Linked DNA regions of Mus musculus: regions 1 and 2 are each linked to region 3. A link is a contact called in public HiChIP or PLAC-seq and Micro-C data. All regions are on one chromosome and are shown on one strand. The core of a region is the stretch at or near the end of the contact, and the rest is flanking DNA. Distances in the headings are between cores, read along the strand shown. Region 1 holds the start of Crybg2 (crystallin beta-gamma domain containing 2). Region 2 holds the start of Slc9a1 (solute carrier family 9 (sodium/hydrogen exchanger), member 1). Region 3 holds the start of Arid1a (AT rich interactive domain 1A (SWI-like)).

Region 1 (3,888 bases), core at 587-3,086, 310 kb before region 3:
TACACACACATCAAATGATAAATCTTTAGTAAATTATAAACAAACACGCCTATTTTGCCAATGAGATTTATAAGGTTCAGATGGATGCAAAATATTTTTCAGTCATACCTTAGCTGTGGAGACTTGTACCCCAAACCTCAGAGCTTAGCCACATTCCAAACTCCCCATATAAATGTTTATATAGGTTTACATATTTATCTGGTAAACCGAGTCTGTGTTTTGATGGCTACTCTATAAATTTTTTTTAATATTTACTTGTTTGCTTTTATACTTTCAGGGAGAGTCTCATTTTGTAGTCCTGGCTGTCCTGGAGCTCACTATGTAGACCAGGCTGACTTCGAACTCACAAGAGATCTCTACCTGAATCTGCCTCCCAAGTACTGAGATTAAAGGCTTGCACCACCACGCCTGCCCCTCTTTTTGATGTTCTGAGATAGCATTTTGCTATGTAACTCTGGCTGGCCTGATAGCATTTATGTAGCCCACTGTGGGCTCCAACTCAAAACAAGTCTTCGTTCTCACCTTCCCAAGCAGAGGGCTGGGATTATATGCATATACTAGCATGGCTGACTGGGGTTCCCCCCAGGGTTTGCTCATTTGTTTGAGACAGGGCCTCATGTGGACCAGTGCGGCTTTGAACTCTCTGTTCCCAAAGAGGGTCTTGAACTTGTTTTTTTTTCTTAAGTTACATTTGGTGAGTGTGTGTGCCTGTATGTGTGTGCACATTCCTGCATGTGTGCATGTGTGTGCACATGTATGTGGATACTCGTGTGTGTGTGTGTGTGTCCCACGATGCACGTGAGGACAGCTTGTGGGTTGTCCCCTTCCACCATGTGGGTTGAGAAGACTGAGTAGTCAGGTTTGACTGCAGACAACCTTTGTCCACTCCCTAGCCGTGACCTTGAACTCTGATTCTCTAGCCTCTACTTCCTCTGAATGGTCAGATGATAGGCATGCCCAACCCTTCCTTTTCCCAGCTCTGGAATGTAACCTAGGGCTTCAGAGGTGCTAGGCAAACCCTCTACCAACTGGGGGACCTCTCAGCCCTGGGGTTCACTTCAGACCTTAAGGAGCAATCCTTGCTTATATCTCCAAGTATGACATAGCAAGGCTGTTTTCAGACCTAGGGACCCCAAAGACCCTGCTCACCTAGCCCCCAACAGCTATACCCAGAGTGAGACATAGGCCCACTGCCCTAATTCTCTCCCCACTCCCTACCTCCCTCCTTCCTAAGAAACTGGAAGAAACAGAACTTTGACCTGCCCTGTGGCCCAGCAGTGACTCAGGTTTTATAAGGGGGCATAGATGAAAGGGCCTGAGGCCCACAGATGTCTGACTCAACTCCAGGACCACTGCTGGTTGTTACCAGTGTCTGGGATAGAGTTTGTGGGGCCTCTGACAGCCTGTGAATAAGGATGGGGAGTCCTGGATGACCCCCAAGACTTCCTTAGCCAGGGTCAGTTGAGAGCAGACACACATGGACACCCTAGGCTCAAACTCAGCTCCTTACAACAGCCCGACCCTGCCACCCTCACTGAAGCTGTGTTCTCTCCCCTGGGATCCCCCACTTTGTCCCTTACTCAGCACCACATAAGTAGCCTCCTCCTCACAGAGTCCCCTGTCTTCATCCCCCCAGATCGCTCGTCATTGGCGGCAAGCGACAAAGCTTGAGCTCTAACCGATTTGTTCACTCATTCATTCATTCAGTGCTAATTATTTGGGGCCAAGTGCCAAGTCCTGGCCAGACTCACCCAAGGCTAGCTTTCTTAAGAAGCTGATATCCCAGGAGTCAGATGTTTGGAAGGTCCCATGGGCTTCAGCAAGGCCACAGGGAAACAGCTTGGGGGAAACTGAAGGAAGGCAGTCCGCACAGGGTTGTATTGATGACGTCCCAGCAATCAGCTCCATGCCATTCTAGGCCCAGCCCAACCCAGGGACAACACCCCCTGATGGCCATTCATTCCTTAAGCATGTGGTCATAGCTTCTGCTTGAATACTTCTAGGGACAGGGAGGTCACCTCCTGACAGTTCACATGTCCCATCCCTAGACAGTCAAGATGGCTAAGATGTTTTTCATGTGTGTTGGAATGTGCCTGCCTATAGCTCCCCACTTTTGCCTTTGTCTGGAGACACACCCCAGTAACCTAGCTACCACCCCTGCAAACACAAGGGCCTGTTCCAAGAGCCCTCTCTTCTCCACGTCTACAAGTGGATTTGCTAGCAAGGTGACCTGTGACCTCTAAGCAAGGTGTGTGGGTATGGGAAGGGAGAGGCTGAGGGGGGTGTGGGGGGAGCGTGGGAAAAAAATCTCAGCTAACCCAACAAGTCCTGGGATTCTCCCCGCTTACCTGTGAGTCACCCCCAAACTAGGCCAAACCAGTCCACAGGCCCACATGCTGCCAAACACATGGCGCATCAGACAGGCATTCACAGAGTCGAAGACCCACCACATCACACAGCACAGAAATACAGAGATACCCGCCTAGACAAACGCAGCCAGGAACACACAGCAACACACACACATGGTCACACACCAAGAGACACAAACACACAGGGGCTCTGTAGGCGTGCAAGCCACACGCTCCACTACAGAACACACAGGCACCACAGCACATGTATGCACGTATCTCCGGAACACACCCATTCAGCTCACAGCCAACAAACAAGCTCTCTCTGCTTTGCAATCCATCTGCCCTTGAATAGGAACCTGTACTTGGTGCACGCAGAGCTCACACATTCCCGCGTGCTACCCGGCTGTACTCTGCCCTTTTCCCCACATTAGTCAAACCTGCTTAAAGAACCCTCCAGCAGAGAGTGGGTCCAGAAGGACAGTGTCCCTGAGAGTCACCTCCTTCCTCTCTAGGGACCTCCTACATTCCAACTCCAGGCTGTATTCACCTAGACCCCAATCAACCAGAACCCCATGTCCCCCACCTCACCCTCCTGCCTGTTTCCCATCTGCTTCTAAAACCAGCTCACTTTCCACCCCCTCGTCCTTGTACAGACTGCCTTCCTATGCTGGGGTACCCTGGCAGCTCTCAGGGCCAGTTTGGATCACCCGTGTCCTCCTCCCTAGGCACAGAACTGGCACACCAACCCCTACCTGGACCTCCTTGCTTTGGCTTTGTTAAGGGTGCTTTTAGATCCATAGTATGTTCCACACAGCAACCACAAGTTACCCTGTGCTCTGCACAGGGCCAAAGAGACCTCTTTGCAAGGTGTGCAGCCTTAGGGGGTTTGGGGAGGTGGCTAGGGTGTAGACAGACCTGGGTTTGAATTCTGACTGGCTGGTTGGCTTTGGGCAAGTGACTTACTCTTGCGGAGCCTCAGTCTCCTGCTCTCGTTAGCTGGGGTTGATGGGAAGGTTAGCTCCTAGTCTGTGGATTAAAGAAGACTACACTTACACTTGAAAAACAAAGCACAGATGACTGGCGCCTCTGCCATCAGCAGCAGCTTCTCAGAGGCCCCTCTGGTGGCCTAGGACTCGCCTAGAGAGGCCTCAATTTCATTCCTCCTTACTGAGTTATGAAGAAGCCATGCCTCCCCGCTCCGAGCCTACCAAGATGCTTTAGGGGACTCACTTCAACACAAATAAAACTCTTCTAAGCTTGGGAGTCTCGGCGCCTCTTTTCGTGGCTGCCCGCAGAGCCTGGTGGGATAATTACCATTGCCAATGGCGTGTACTTAATAAGCATCCCTGTTATTTTGCCAGCCCAGCTCAATGGAGTTCAAAGCATGTTCCAGTAGCCACCCCCTTCTTCCTCATCTCTGACTACCATACCCATTCAGCAAAGCAAGACTCAGAAAAGTTAAGCAACCTGTGCCAGGGCGCCCAGCACCTTGGCAAGGTTCCTATTCCCAGGCTGGGTCCGCAATCTCTTGCAAAGA
Region 2 (3,696 bases), core at 259-2,758, 380 kb after region 3:
GCTAAAGGATATTCCTGTCTTACACATAGCTAAGCACCTGCCTCCTCTCTAGGTCCCATCCCAGCTGTAGGAGACCAGCCAAGCCTTGGCAGCTTTTCTGAAACCAATATCAGAAGCATCCCATCTCGTGCACGCTCCTGACCCTCCCTCCTGCTACATAATGCCAGCTCACAGGCCAGAGCTGGAGTTTAAGGACCAACAAAAAGGAGGGAGAGGCTGCCCGCCCGCGTTGCAGAAGTGGTTCATTCAGAGCCTGAGAAGCAGAACCTGGTAACAAGTGGGGCAAGAAGCTCACCTATCTGGTGGTGGCAGCAACAGCACCATCATGCACTTACCTATCTTCATGAGGCAGGCCAGGAGAATCCAGAGGGAGATCTCAAAGGGTGTGCGCACGTGAGGGTAGTCAATGTCCAGGACTGGGAAGGCCTTCCGAGATGGCTTACCGCCATGTTCAATGATTAAGTTGGTCAAATTGTGGTCATCTGGGCGATGGAGAGGCTCTGATGGTGCCGTGGTGACATCCCCAATTGAGCGTTCCCGGGGTGGTTCAGAACCTCTGATGGTGCTGGCAGTAGGGCTGTGCTGGAGGCCGTGGCTCCTGAGAACAGGTAGCAGTCCCACCAAGGCAACCACCACCAGCAAGGAGGGGAAGATCCGAGGTGGATGAAATCCCCAGACGCCGGACCACCGAAGCATCATACTGATCCCCCAGCCTAGGAGGCCTCAGCCCTTAGCGAAGTGCGTGTAAGACCTGGGACATAGGTAGCAAGGAGTCCTGCAGATGGGGTGAGACTGGGGCAATCTCTAGGAAAAGTTCATGTTTTAGAGAAGTATTTTCGTTTTCTAGAGATTCACAATCTCAAAGTCCAAACTGCAAAAAGGGGTTAAGTACCTTGGAGGGACTAAGGAGGAAACCGAAAGGATCTAGAACTTCAGGCTGAGAGAAGGAAATCGGGGAAACTGCGTCCTGAAGAGAGGGGAAGGGCCGGATAGGCTGGACCACGGGCAAGGGAAAGGAGGAAGAAGGATAGGACCTTTGGCTAAGGAAAATCACCAGGGTGCTGGAACTCGGCTAAAGGGGAGGGGTAAGGAGCCTGGGCTAAAGACGGAAAAGGGTGAGACCCACTCCGCAGGGAAAGGCGAGAGAAGGCTGGAAGGCCAGCCTGGGATAAAGGAGTATAGCAGGAAAAAGGCTGGGGCTTTCCCACCCACAGGAGAGCCAGGGTCCAGCCGCGCCGGGCTGAGATTCCGGGGAAATGGAGGGAGGCGGAAGACAGAGGCAGACGGCCTGGCGGGAAGGTGCCTCGGCGCAGGCTGGAGGCGGCTCGCAGTGAGCCAGCAGCAACACACCCCTCCTTAAGACCCCGGTGCAGAGCTGTGTTCCACCCCGGCCCAGCGGCAGCTCCTTCGGTCAGCTCCAGCTCCACTTCCAGACCTGACACAGCCCCGGGTCCCGCGGTAGCGGACTGATGCCTCGCTGAGCACAGCGCAGCCATTTATAGGCACCAACGAGTAGCAGGCGCAGCAAGCTAGAGAGACCTGTCAGCGCCCGCGCGGTGCAGCGGCCCCTGTCGCCCAGGGAAGGAAGTGTCACGTAAGAAGAGGAAGCCGAGACCTAAATTGGAAAAAAAAAAAAAAAAAAAAAAGTACAATCTAACACGAGTGACATACTGTACTATCTACAAAGTGTTTTCTTGTTAGCATGTGACTTTGAACAAGTTATTTAGCCTCTCTGTTTCACAGCTTTCTCAACTGTAAGGTGGAGATGGATAGCTATAACAAAAGGATAACAAGATGGTTAAATGAGGTGATCTATGAGAAATGTTTAGAATGAAAGGGATGGGATCGTGGTTCAGAGGTAGAGTGCTTGTCTACCATTGGTTCCTATGCCCAGTGTCACAAAATAAAGTTAAATGAATGAATGAAATGGGCTAGAAATCTGCACTCTGTATGTTCCCAAGCATTGACCTGTGCTGAGGACCGTGTGAGCTGAAATCCGTTCCTGCATCCCAGCCACAGGTGCTTTGATGGCAATGTATTGGCTTCCCTTGACTGTGGCGGCATAACCCCAGCCTCCCTGTATCCGTCTTTAGGTCCAAATTTCCCCCTTTAAAAGGACTCCAAGCAAATTGAATTAGGAATTGGCCCTAATGGCGTACCTTACCTTGATCAACTTCAAAAACCCAATCTGAGCCACGAACGGTGGGAAACTGTAATTCCAGCATTTGGGAAACTAAAGAAAGAGGAATTTTTAACTCAACGTCAGCTTGTGTAACAAAGTGAGTTCTAGACCAGGCTGAGGTCAGTAGGGAGACCCTGTCTCAAAGAGATTTAAAACAACAACAACAACAACAAAACCCCTCATCTAAATAAAGCCACATTCTCGGGCACTGAGGGGTGGGCAGGGGTAGGACTTCAGCTTCTTTTGAAAGGGCGTGTTTCAACTCATAACAGTAGTGAAACAACCAAAAAGTAAGAGGCTGGGTATTGTTTTTGTCTGTCTGTCTATCTGTCTGTCTGTCTGTCTGGTTTAAAGAGAAAAGAAGGATTTTTATTATCTGCAGACAGAAAACAGCTTCCAGAAGGGGCATGTTCTGTTTTGTGCGAAAGGCTACATTCTTACAATGTAGCCCAGCTGGCTTCTAATTTTTGGCAATCCTCCTGCCTCTCCCTCTCAAGTGGGATTACTGGTATGCACCACCACACACAGCCGGAACTGGAATTTGAATGAATGATATTGATTAGAGTTCAGAAAGGTCGAGACATTGTGTCTACATGGTGCAATCATGAGAACTCTTCCCCCCCCCCTCAGAAGTAGGATCTGAACACAGAACCCTGTGCGTGCTAGGTAAGCACACCACCGCTGAGCCCAGACTGAGAAGTTTTTAAATCATTTCAAATGCCATCCTGTTTCATGGAAAGGTTAATTAAAGCCGAGAAATCCAAGGTGATTTGTTCAAGGGGCTGTTAGAGGGGTTTGTTTTCGTTTGACAAATCTCTTCAGAACTTTCTTGACAAGGATTTCTGCTGAGCTAGGGACATAGGCATGAGGCGTGGAGTGGGACTGTGAATGGTGATTAGGGTCAGCTCCAGAGCTCAAGGTGAGCTTCCCAGCTCTGGGAGTGTCCTGTTCCTTCACTGGGTGGTCCATACCCAGTTACTCAGAGGCAGTTATGTTGTGGGAGTTCACCATGCCTTCAGAGTTTGTGTACTTTCCATCTGGAAAAAGGTGTTTTCAAGTAACAAGAGTGTGATATGACAACCAAGTGTAAAACATTTCTGACTTTTCTGAACCTTGCCACGTTTTTCCAGGAATAGATTCAGACACTGGGAGGTGACCGGAAAAAAAAAAAAAGAAAAAGAAAGAAAGAAAGAAAGAAAGAAAGAAAGAAAGAAAGAAAGAAAGAAAGAAAGAAAGAAAGAAAGAAGAAAAGAAAAGAAAAGAAAGAAAGAAAGAAAGAAAGAAAGAAAGAAAGAAAGAAAGAAAGAGAAGATTCAGAAACAGACCTGGAAAGATGCTTTAGTGGCTAAGGACCATCATTCAAATAAATCCCCAGCTCTCAGAGTTAAAAGAAAAGAACAAGAAAGCCAAGTATGCCCACATACCTTTAACCCTCGTACCTTGGAGAATGGAGACAAAAAAGATTGCTAGGGCTTGCTGCCCACCAGCCTGGCTCCAGGTTCAGTGAGAGACTC
Region 3 (3,506 bases), core at 252-2,751:
AAGGAGTCTTACACCTTAGGATAGACAGCAGATCTGAGGGGCATCCGTTTTCTGTGTGACCTGTTAGGCTCTTTTTCTCTCTTTATAGAGAAAATGGTTTCCATTTTCTGCATCCCTCTTCTGCAGTGGTTTTTGAACAGAGGTTCTTTCAGTCCCTGGAGCCTCTTCTGTGGGCTGTTTACAGTCTTCCAAGGTACTTGCCTTTGAAGATTGGGCTACTGGCCATTGTGAGCTAGGTTCCCTTAGGAAGTGCTAATGGAGCTTGGTTTGCCTGGAGGACTGTCTTAAGCCCCCAACGCATCAGTAGCCACCATTTTAAGAGAAGTGGTGGGATGACCACGTTTGATTTTCAAACCTCCTGACACTGATCTGATCCGGTGGTTGGATTTGTTCACAACGTAAGTGCCTTTCTTTTCTCTTTTCCTCCTTTTCTCTGGCTAAGTAGACAAGATGCGGCTTCGGCCACTCACTCCACTTTTTATAGCCACACACTTCTGCCCTCTGACTTTAAGTGACCTGGGCAGTCCCCTCCCTTCAGTCTGTTGGTAAAATGGGGGGGGGGGAGATAATCCAGACCTCATGCCCCCAGGGCCTTGTCAGAGAGGGCTAATGAGGGCAGGGCACGGGAGAACCGATAGTTTGAACAATGGTCAGTCCTCCTTTGGGGCTAGCCAAAGGGGGGGAAAAGCAGGGCTCGCTCAGCTGGGTCTCTAGAGCAGGTCTGCAAAAGGCTTTGAAGAAGAAAAGTGCTGCGGAGGTGCTAAGTCGCAGCCAAGAGCCCAGGCCCGGTGCCAGGGGGTCAGGTCCCGGCCGCGGCGGCCGCGGTTTCGGGCTCAGGCCAATTTTGCAGGCGCGGGTAAAGTTCACGCGGCCCGCTCCCTTTGGAGCGGCCGGGAGGGGACAGGCCAGGCTGGGAACGCGGCGAGCGAGGCGGCGCAGGCTCCGGAGGCGCGGGCTCCGGGCCGGGTTTTCCCCGAAGCCTTCGGCGGCGGCGCAGCCGAGCGAAAGAGGCTGAGGGCTTGCCGCCGCCGCCGCGGCTCCTTCTCTCCCCTCCTCCTTTGTGAGGGGAAGGGAGCGAGTCCATTCCACGGCCTGCGCCCGCTCCGCGCTCCAGTCCTGGTTTTTCAGGCGGCCGCGACGGCGCTGGGTAAAATGGCAGTGCTGAGCCTCGTGTCGGAGTGAGGGGGACTCGGAGGAGAGTGGGGCGCTCTAGCTGCTCAGTCCCGCCGCCCGCCCGCCCGCTCTCTCGTTCGCTCTCTCGCCCGCCCGCCCGCCGCCAAGCAGCAGCCTCGGCCCGAGCCGCGGCCGGGGAGGCGAGGCAGGGCGCCCGCCAGAGCAGCGCTCCTACTCTGCCTCCCGGCGCCCCGTCCGCCGCCGCGCGCCCTCCAGCCCGCCCGCCCGCCCGCCCGTCCCGGGTCCCCCCTCCCCCCCCGCTCCCTCCCTCCTTTCCCGCCCCCTCCCCCTCGCCTCCCTCCCTCCCTCCCTCCTCCTTTCTCCGGCAGCAGAAAGCGGAGAGTCACAGCGGGGCCAGGCCCTGGGGAGCGGAGCCTCCACCGCCCCCCTCATTCCCAGGCAAGGGCTTGGGGGGAATGAGCCGGGAGAGCCGGGTCCCGAGCCGCCAGAGCCCGGAGCAGCTGAGCCGCCGGCGCCTCGGCTGCCGCCGCCGCCTCCTCCTCCTCCTCCGCCGCCAGCCCGGAGCCTGAGCCGGCGGGGCGGGGGGGAGAGGAGCGAGCGCAGCGCAGCAGCGGAGCCCCGCGAGGCCCGCCCGGGCGGGTGGGGAGGGCAGCCCGGGGGACTCGGCCCCGGGGCGGGGTGGGAGGGGGGAGAAGACGAAGACAGGGCCGGGTCTCTCCGCGGACGAGACAGCGGGGATCATGGCCGCGCAGGTCGCCCCCGCCGCCGCCAGCAGCCTGGGCAACCCGCCGCCGCCGCCCTCGGAGCTGAAGAAAGCCGAGCAGCAACAGCGGGAGGAGGCGGGGGGCGAGGCGGCGGCGGCAGCGGCCGAGCGCGGGGAAATGAAGGCAGCCGCCGGGCAGGAGAGCGAGGGCCCCGCCGTGGGGCCGCCGCAGCCGCTGGGAAAGGAGCTGCAGGACGGGGCCGAGAGCAATGGGGGTGGCGGCGGCGGCGGAGCCGGCAGCGGCGGCGGGCCCGGCGCGGAGCCGGACCTGAAGAACTCGAACGGGAACGCGGGCCCTAGGCCCGCCCTGAACAATAACCTCCCGGAGCCGCCCGGCGGCGGCGGCGGCGGCGGCAGCAGCAGCAGCGACGGGGTGGGGGCGCCTCCTCACTCGGCCGCGGCCGCCCTGCCGCCCCCAGCCTACGGCTTCGGGCAAGCCTACGGCCGGAGCCCGTCTGCCGTCGCCGCCGCGGCGGCCGCCGTCTTCCACCAACAACATGGCGGACAACAAAGCCCTGGCCTGGCAGCGCTGCAGAGCGGCGGCGGCGGGGGCTTGGAGCCCTACGCCGGGCCCCAGCAGAACTCGCACGACCACGGCTTCCCCAACCACCAGTACAACTCCTACTACCCCAACCGCAGCGCCTACCCCCCGCCTCCCCAGGCCTACGCGCTGAGCTCCCCGAGAGGTGGCACTCCGGGCTCCGGCGCGGCGGCGGCCGCCGGCTCCAAGCCGCCTCCCTCCTCCAGCGCCTCTGCCTCCTCGTCGTCTTCGTCCTTCGCACAGCAGCGCTTCGGGGCCATGGGGGGAGGCGGCCCCTCAGCGGCCGGCGGGGGAACTCCCCAGCCCACCGCCACCCCCACCCTCAACCAACTGCTCACGTCGCCCAGCTCGGCCCGTGGCTACCAGGGCTACCCCGGGGGCGACTACGGCGGCGGGCCCCAGGACGGGGGCGCGGGCAAAGGCCCGGCGGACATGGCCTCGCAGTGCTGGGGGGCTGCGGCGGCGGCGGCGGCGGCGGCAGCGGCCGTCTCGGGAGGGGCCCAACAAAGGAGCCACCACGCGCCCATGAGCCCCGGGAGCAGCGGCGGCGGGGGGCAGCCGCTCGCCCGGACCCCTCAGGTACACAGCCGAGCGGGGAGGGGGCTGGGGCCAGCGGGGCCGGGGGGTGGGCTGGGTGGCGGCTGCGGGGAAGCAGGCCCCGGCCGTGGGCTCCCCTCGGGCTTGGGCCCCCACTGCCGGGGAGCTGCCATTGTCTGGCTCTTCTCTCTTAAAATGGCTGCCTGTCTGCCTTCCTCTCCTTCCCTCGATCAGCCTTTGTGTGGGGCTTTTCCAGGGGTGTCTGTCCGGTTTCTCCTCCTCCGCTGGTCCTTTCGAACTCTGGGGGTCTCCAGGGGGGTGCAGAGCAAAGTGTGCCTGGAAGGGCCAGGCCCGGTCGCGGGGGGGGGTGCTGGGGGTTCAGGTTAGGGGTGTAGGCAGTGTCATGAATCCGGGAGAAAGAAGCAACGTTTTCTTGCTCACCTGCCGCTCCTCTGATCCCCCTTGCCTTCCTCTAGGCCGTTCCCCAATATACGCTTTTAAAGAGTGGCCCCTAGGGCTCGGGGGACCTCG

The links. Hi-C and Micro-C count contacts between places; a contact is called where the count stands out from the background. HiChIP or PLAC-seq counts read pairs in DNA pulled down with a chosen protein or histone mark.
Region 1: a contact with region 3 is called in a Micro-C map of embryonic stem cells, with 1.7 times the contacts expected there. The contact joins the promoter of Crybg2 here to the promoter of Arid1a in region 3. A contact is called at or near these places in 2 of 484 Hi-C or Micro-C datasets (both in embryonic stem cells), 1 of 115 datasets of contacts at active chromatin or transcription factors (pancreatic cancer cells) and 1 of 9 other capture datasets (liver).
Region 2: a contact with region 3 is called in an H3K27ac HiChIP or PLAC-seq map of microglia, with 5 times the contacts expected there. The contact joins the promoter of Slc9a1 here to the promoter of Arid1a in region 3. A contact is called at or near these places in 1 of 115 datasets of contacts at active chromatin or transcription factors (microglia) and 1 of 9 other capture datasets (adipose tissue).

The regions. Positions count from the first base shown.
Region 1 is chr4:134,066,400-134,070,287 of GRCm38.p6, reverse strand. Crybg2 (crystallin beta-gamma domain containing 2) reads right to left here and starts at 1,836. Exons shown (of 20, transcript NM_001162970.1): 1 at 1,752-1,836.
Region 2 is chr4:133,367,547-133,371,242 of GRCm38.p6, reverse strand. Slc9a1 (solute carrier family 9 (sodium/hydrogen exchanger), member 1) reads right to left here and starts at 1,508. Exons shown (of 12, transcript NM_016981.3): 1 at 336-1,508. The coding sequence starts at 699. It overlaps Mir5122 (microRNA 5122), which reads right to left and starts at 1,467; the gene lies at 1,379-1,467.
Region 3 is chr4:133,751,980-133,755,485 of GRCm38.p6, reverse strand. It overlaps Arid1a (AT rich interactive domain 1A (SWI-like)), which reads left to right and starts at 1,501. Exons shown (of 20, transcript NM_001080819.2): 1 at 1,501-3,017. The coding sequence starts at 1,875.